2 separate regions of the Oryctolagus cuniculus genome follow, and region 1 is linked to region 2. A link is a contact called in public Micro-C data. All regions are on one chromosome and are shown on one strand. The core of a region is the stretch at or near the end of the contact, and the rest is flanking DNA. Distances in the headings are between cores, read along the strand shown. Region 1 has its middle 170 kb from the start of CDH5. Region 2 holds the start of LOC127491317 (collagen alpha-1(I) chain).

Region 1 (2,700 bases), core at 115-2,614, 1.0 Mb after region 2:
GCTCCTAAGGAACTGGGAGGAGAGACAGGTCCCTGAGCCCAAGAGCCCAAACGTGCGACCTCACCTGGCTCCCCGGAGGTGCGGGGCTACTCAGAGGCCCTGCAGAGAGGAGAGACGTGGAACTTTGTGCCCCTGGCCGTGGTCCCCTGGGTGCCCTCTCTCCTCCCCGTGGGATCTCCCAGAGTCCGGGGAGGCCATTCGAGGCTGTCCAGGGTCCTCTGGGCCGGCCCACAGCACAGGCACTGGCCGCCAGGGATCCACAGGGTCTTCAGCATCGCCGCCACTGCACCATTTGTGCCCCCGAGTTACTCCAATATGAATGCAGGTGCTGCTGAGATCCTGCAGGTGTAGCTAAGTCCTAAGTCTACTGACCTGGAGACACAGAGGTCACTCAGGTGGGCCTCATTCAGCCGGGTGAGTCCCTCGAAAGAAAGCAGAGACTCCTCTGGCTGGTGACAGAAGAGGAACTGGAGCAACTCAGACCACGAGGGGGATACACTAGCCTTGGCTTGCTGCCAGATGATGGGGCAGTCTGAGCAGGAGTGCCGATGGGGTGTACCTTGTGTGCAGCAAGTTAAGCCAGCACGCAGGATACCCGCATCCCATAGGGCTGCCAGTTCGAGTCCTGGCTTCTCTGCTTTCAATCCAGCTTCCTACTAACGCACCTGGAAAGACAGAGGATGAAGACCCAAGTACCGGGATCCCTGGCACCGACAGGGGATACCCGATATAGTTGCAGGTACATGGTTTCAGCCTGGATCAGCTCTGGCTGTTGTGGGTATTTGAGCAATGAACGAGTAGATGGGAGAGCTAGCTCGCTCTCTCTCTCTCTCTCTCTCTCAAATAAATATATCTTTTAAAAAATTACTTCTTCAGAATCACCCAGTGAAGTTCCCAGTTGATGGCCAGCAAGGAAACAGAATGGACTCCTTTGCCTGCCAGGGCTGCCAGTGCCCCAACGAGCCTGGAAACAGACTTCTCCCCAGAGCTCCCAGGACGGCTCAGCCCAGCAGACACCTCGGCTTCCACCTTCTGATTCCCTGGCCACAGAATCCAGCCGCATCGCCCACCTCCAGACCCGGGAGCTAACACAGAGGCCTCACCTACAGCCGTTCAATGTGTGGGCATGGGTCGTGCGGCAAAAAGAAACCTGCACACGGTCCAGTGGCCCCAAACGTGCGCCACTCCCCCCAGCCGGAGTCGTCTCTGTGCCTAAGCAGGGCAGCCCGGCTGAGAGCCCCGCTCTGTCTGTATCTTTGCAGGAAATTTTCAATCAAAAATCAAAAGTTAGCCCTGCGCGGTTCCTGACAGGAAAACCAATTGCTGCCTGCCTGGCGCAGCGCCACCTGAGCTGCTGGGAAAAGCAGAGCTCTGCCCACGCCGCGGCGTCCCTGGCGGCGGCGGTGCAGCCCGCGCGACCCATTAGCACATCAAGAGGACGCCCCAGCCTGGAGGCTGCCTCCCAAAACCCCCCACTTTGATTTTTTTCAGGCGTCCGGGGGAGAAAGGAGGCTACCGAGGCTGTGCTCGGAATCCAAAGCCATCCGTTTCCAAGCCTTCAAAAGGCACACGTATCTAAGCCCGCACCAGCCGGCCAGGCCGCCGCGGCGGTAAGGGTGGGGGCGCGCGGCGGGGGCGGCCGGCTACGCAGCCGCCACCCGAATGCTCACGCGTCGCCCGCGCTGCCCCGCAATCAGCCGCGCCGCACGCCCGACGCGCGGAGATTTAGACACATTCAAGTTTTCTAAGCCGCAAATTAGCCCTGGTAAGGGCTTATCTTCTTTCCCCCCAATTGACTTTAATCAAGTGCGTCGGAAGCTGGGAAATGTTTTAAGTTAATCAGGCCCTTCATGCGGGCGCCTGGGGACCGCCGCAGCGCCGCTGGCTCCGCCCCGTGCAGCACCGGCCCGGCCCGCCGGGCTCCGCATCGCCTCCCCGCACGGCGCTGGTGTCACGCTCTCGGGAACTCAGCGAATGAGGGGGAGAGCGCGCGAGGGAAGGGAGCGCTGACGCGACACGCCGCGGCCAGGGCGGCCAGTGCAGGCGGGCGCTAGATCCGCAGCCACCAGGAAAACGTGGGGTGAGCGCTTGCCTCGGCCCTTGTCCTGGCGCGGTGACCTCACTTCTGAATCTCAGCTAGGAGCCAGGGTCTGTGGCGATGGCAAATACTTGAATATCCTTGAGGAGCGGAACACTTCCTGTGCGCTCAGGGCTGTGTTTTCCAAAGGCAGATTCACTCCTCGCAATATGTCAACACCATTATCATTCCCACTTTACAGATGATGAAACTGTGAACCAGACTCAGCAGCAGAGTGCTTCAGCCCTGCTGTCTCCTGCTCCTCCCCTGTGACTGTGCCACCCTCCAGACACTCCCAGCTCCAAGCTTTGCACACCCCCGGTCGGCTTAGGGAGACACAGGATCACTGCAGACCTGGCGGAGGCTGCAGGGTTCCGCAGGGGCAAACCAAGGTCAGACTCACATCTGTGCCTTACTCAGGCTGCCCAGAATGAGACCTGGAGGTGAGCATCCCTGTGCCAGAGATTCGGTAGGAAGGAAGGGACGGAGGCAGGTGAGCAAGAGGTGGAGGGGAAAACGGGACTGGAAGGAGCCGGGCTAGGCTGTGATTCTGGGCGGAGCCCCAGCGCAGCCTGCTCCCATCACACGCCCCTCAGAGCTTGTCCTGCCGCCAGGAAGGAAGC
Region 2 (2,700 bases), core at 71-2,570:
GGTGGCCCGTGAAATTCCTGCTGCATTATCAGCAAAAGCAACAGGGTTTCTTCTCGCATCCAGAAAACCTTTCACCCGGGAGAGGCAGGCGTCCCGAGCCCCGGCTGGAAAGCAGGGCCTTGGCGACAACGGGCTGAGCTGCGCCGCGCGGGCCTCCAGGACCCCACTTTTCTCTGGGGATTCCTGGCTCCCAGGGTGAGGCCGTGCTCCCCCCCACCCCCGATCCCGCCCGCTTCTCGGCTCCCCGCACCTCCCGCGGACTCCTAGTCCCTGGCAAGGCTCCGGGAGCGGGGCCGTGCGCGCCGGGGCTGGAGAGGCTCGGCGCGCTCCGAGCGCAGGCGCGGGCTCCGGGGACGGTTTGGCTCGCAAAGTTGACGGTGGCCCCGGCGGGCTCCGCCGAGCGCAGGCCGGAGCCGAGCCGAGAGTGAGCGGCTCGCGGACCTTACCCCACGCTGCCGGGAGCGCAGCTCCGCTAGGAAAGTGCGCGAACTCGCCGCTTCACGCTCGGGCCCTTGCTATGGACTGGGCTTTCTCGGCAGTCTCGACCCGAGGCACCGAGCCCCGGGGACGCTCGGCGGGCATCAGCAGGCAGGACCCGGTGGGAACCCCGCACAGCACGGTCCTGTAGCGGCTCTCGGGGAAGCGGCACCGCGCGGACGGGCGGGTACCGCGCGGGAGACGACTTTCCCCAGAGAGAAGACGAGAGGGCAGGCGACGTGTCCAGGACTCGACTGCGCAGCCTGGAGCCCCAGCCGCGTGCAAACCCCCCGTGCCGCGGCCTCGGCGCAGACCCAGAGGAGGCCCGAGCGGCGCTGGCGGCGGAGCGCACATCTGGCGCCTCTGCGCTCTGTTCTGCCCGCGCCCACCGCTGGCTCCCTGCTCCCTCCCCGTGTTCCCAACAAATCTTCTCTCGGCCCCCAGCCCTTTGGGCTGCGCACTGGGGGGAATCCCTTTAGAGTCAGACACCAGAGCCCCCACCCCACCTCCCCCGCGCCAAGACATTCTCCTCCAGAGAAGAGCCTGCTCCCCACTCCGGGAAGCCCCATCCAGGCAAGAAGGGACCCGCGGCGCGTCTCACCTGGGGCCCTCGCGGGTGGACGAGACCTCCGGGCCGTCGGTCCCTGGCGCAGGGCGCGCGCACCGGTGTCAGCCCCGGCCCCAGTCCCGGTCCCATTCACAAGTCGGCGGCGGCTGCTGCGAGCGGCCCCCGCGGCATCTGCTCCTCGGCCCGCGACGCTCCCCTCAGCTGGCGGCGGCCGCGGAATGAGCCGCCGAGCGCGCTAGTGGCAGGAATGAGAAACCGGGGGGAGGTGGCGGGCGGGCGGTGGGGGGAGGAGGGAGGCCGCCGCTGGGAGGGGAGGGGAGGGCGGGGGGCGGAGAGGAGCCGCGGCTGCGAGACGCGCCGAGCCGGGCCTGGCCGCGGCTGCGGGGGCCGACCCCGTGCGCGCCCCTCCCCCAGGGGCCACGGAGATGCCACCCTGGGGACCCGCAGCCGCCCCTCCCGCGCCGGGTCGCGGCGCTCCGGCTCCCTTGGGGCTCAGACAGAGTCTGGAGCCGCTGAAGTTGGGCTCTGGGGACGCACAGCCAATCGGGGAGGGCGGTGGGGGAAAGCCGGTGAGGGGCTGGGAGCCCCGGTGTTCCTCGTCTCTCCCAAATCCGCTGCAGCTGGGGAGGCTGGGCCCTCCTCTCCCGGCCCGGCCAGGTCCGCGGGCGGAGGGACGTGGGAGAGGCCCCGGGGAAAAGGGCAGCGCGTTCTCTGCTCTCACACCCGATCACCCCACGTCCCGAAACGCTTCCGCGGGGACCGCTTCCGCACCGTCTCCACCCAGCCCCCCAGCCCTTGAAATGGTGCTGGTGGCGCGGGTGCCGGAGGAGCCGGGGACGGCGGCTTCGGACTTGGGAGAGCTCGGTCCCCGCGCTCCTGCAGCTCGCCCCGCCTCTCCCTCAAGCCGGCGCCTCAAAGCGGGCGCGGAAGCAGCTTCGCCTCGGGCCGCCCCGCCAGCCCCCTCCCCAGGGGTGCGTTGGCCGCGGTCCCAGCCACAGGGGCCGGGATCTCTGCAAGTCCGGTCACTTGTTGCCTCCCCCAGCCCCCGCAGACCCGCCGCGGCGCTGTGGAGTGCGCGGTTCCGCTGGAGCGAGGGCCCGCGGGGCGCGGAGCCCGCATCCGTCCGCGGTCCCCCAGCTTCCCCGCTCTCGGAGGAACCCGCTACTGAGAAGGGAGCCCCCCCCACCCCAGCCCGCTTCCGGCCCGCGGAGTCTCTCTGGGCGAAAGGGGTGCCGCGGTCGGGGCTTCCGAGTGGCGCCAGGGACTGGGCGGGGCGCTCGTGGCGCGGGGAGCGGCGCTGGGACCCGCAGACCCCGCGGGGAACACCCGTGCCTGCGAGGGTGCTCGCGGTCGGGATAAGTTTCCGGCTTGGGAGGTGACGGCAAGAGAAGACGCCGAGAGACGGTGAAAAGGCGAAGGAGCCGCAGGCGAGGACGGGGGAAAGGCGGAGAGAGGGACCCGCAAGAGGGCAGGATGCGGAGGGCGTGGAGGGAACGCGGCCCTTAGAGCGCAGCAGGCGGCAAGGGCGTGCGGAGAGGAGCGGGCCCGGGAGTTCGCGGAGGAAGAGGCCTAAGATGGAAGGGAAAGCCTGGGGGCCTGTGCGCTTGAGGAAGGGGCCGGCGAGGGGGCGCGGAGAAGGGCGGCCGGCCCCCGCC

What was found. Hi-C and Micro-C count contacts between places; a contact is called where the count stands out from the background.
Region 1: a Micro-C map of ear pinna shows a contact between it and region 2, with 4 times the contacts expected there. The contact joins the enhancer-like site here to the promoter of LOC127491317 in region 2. A contact is called at or near these places in 3 of 6 Hi-C or Micro-C datasets (ear pinna, embryonic fibroblasts and skin fibroblasts).

Annotation. Positions count from the first base shown.
Region 1 is chr18:49,135,062-49,137,761 of mOryCun1.1, forward strand. No RefSeq gene overlaps it. Among named protein-coding and RNA genes, the nearest start is that of CDH5, 170 kb to the right of the region's middle. Within about 2 kb of position 1,365, at least 4 of the 8 cell types and tissues checked have an H3K27ac peak or open chromatin away from gene starts, as enhancers often do. A contact at or near this core is called in ear pinna, where this site is marked.
Region 2 is chr18:48,103,693-48,106,392 of mOryCun1.1, forward strand. It overlaps LOC127491317 (collagen alpha-1(I) chain), which reads left to right and starts at 1,321. Exons shown (of 6, transcript XM_070063309.1): 1 at 1,321-2,700. The coding sequence starts at 1,471. The coding sequence ends at 2,424. It overlaps CDH11 (cadherin 11), which reads right to left and starts at 1,330. Exons shown (of 12, transcript XM_070063308.1): 1 at 1,079-1,330.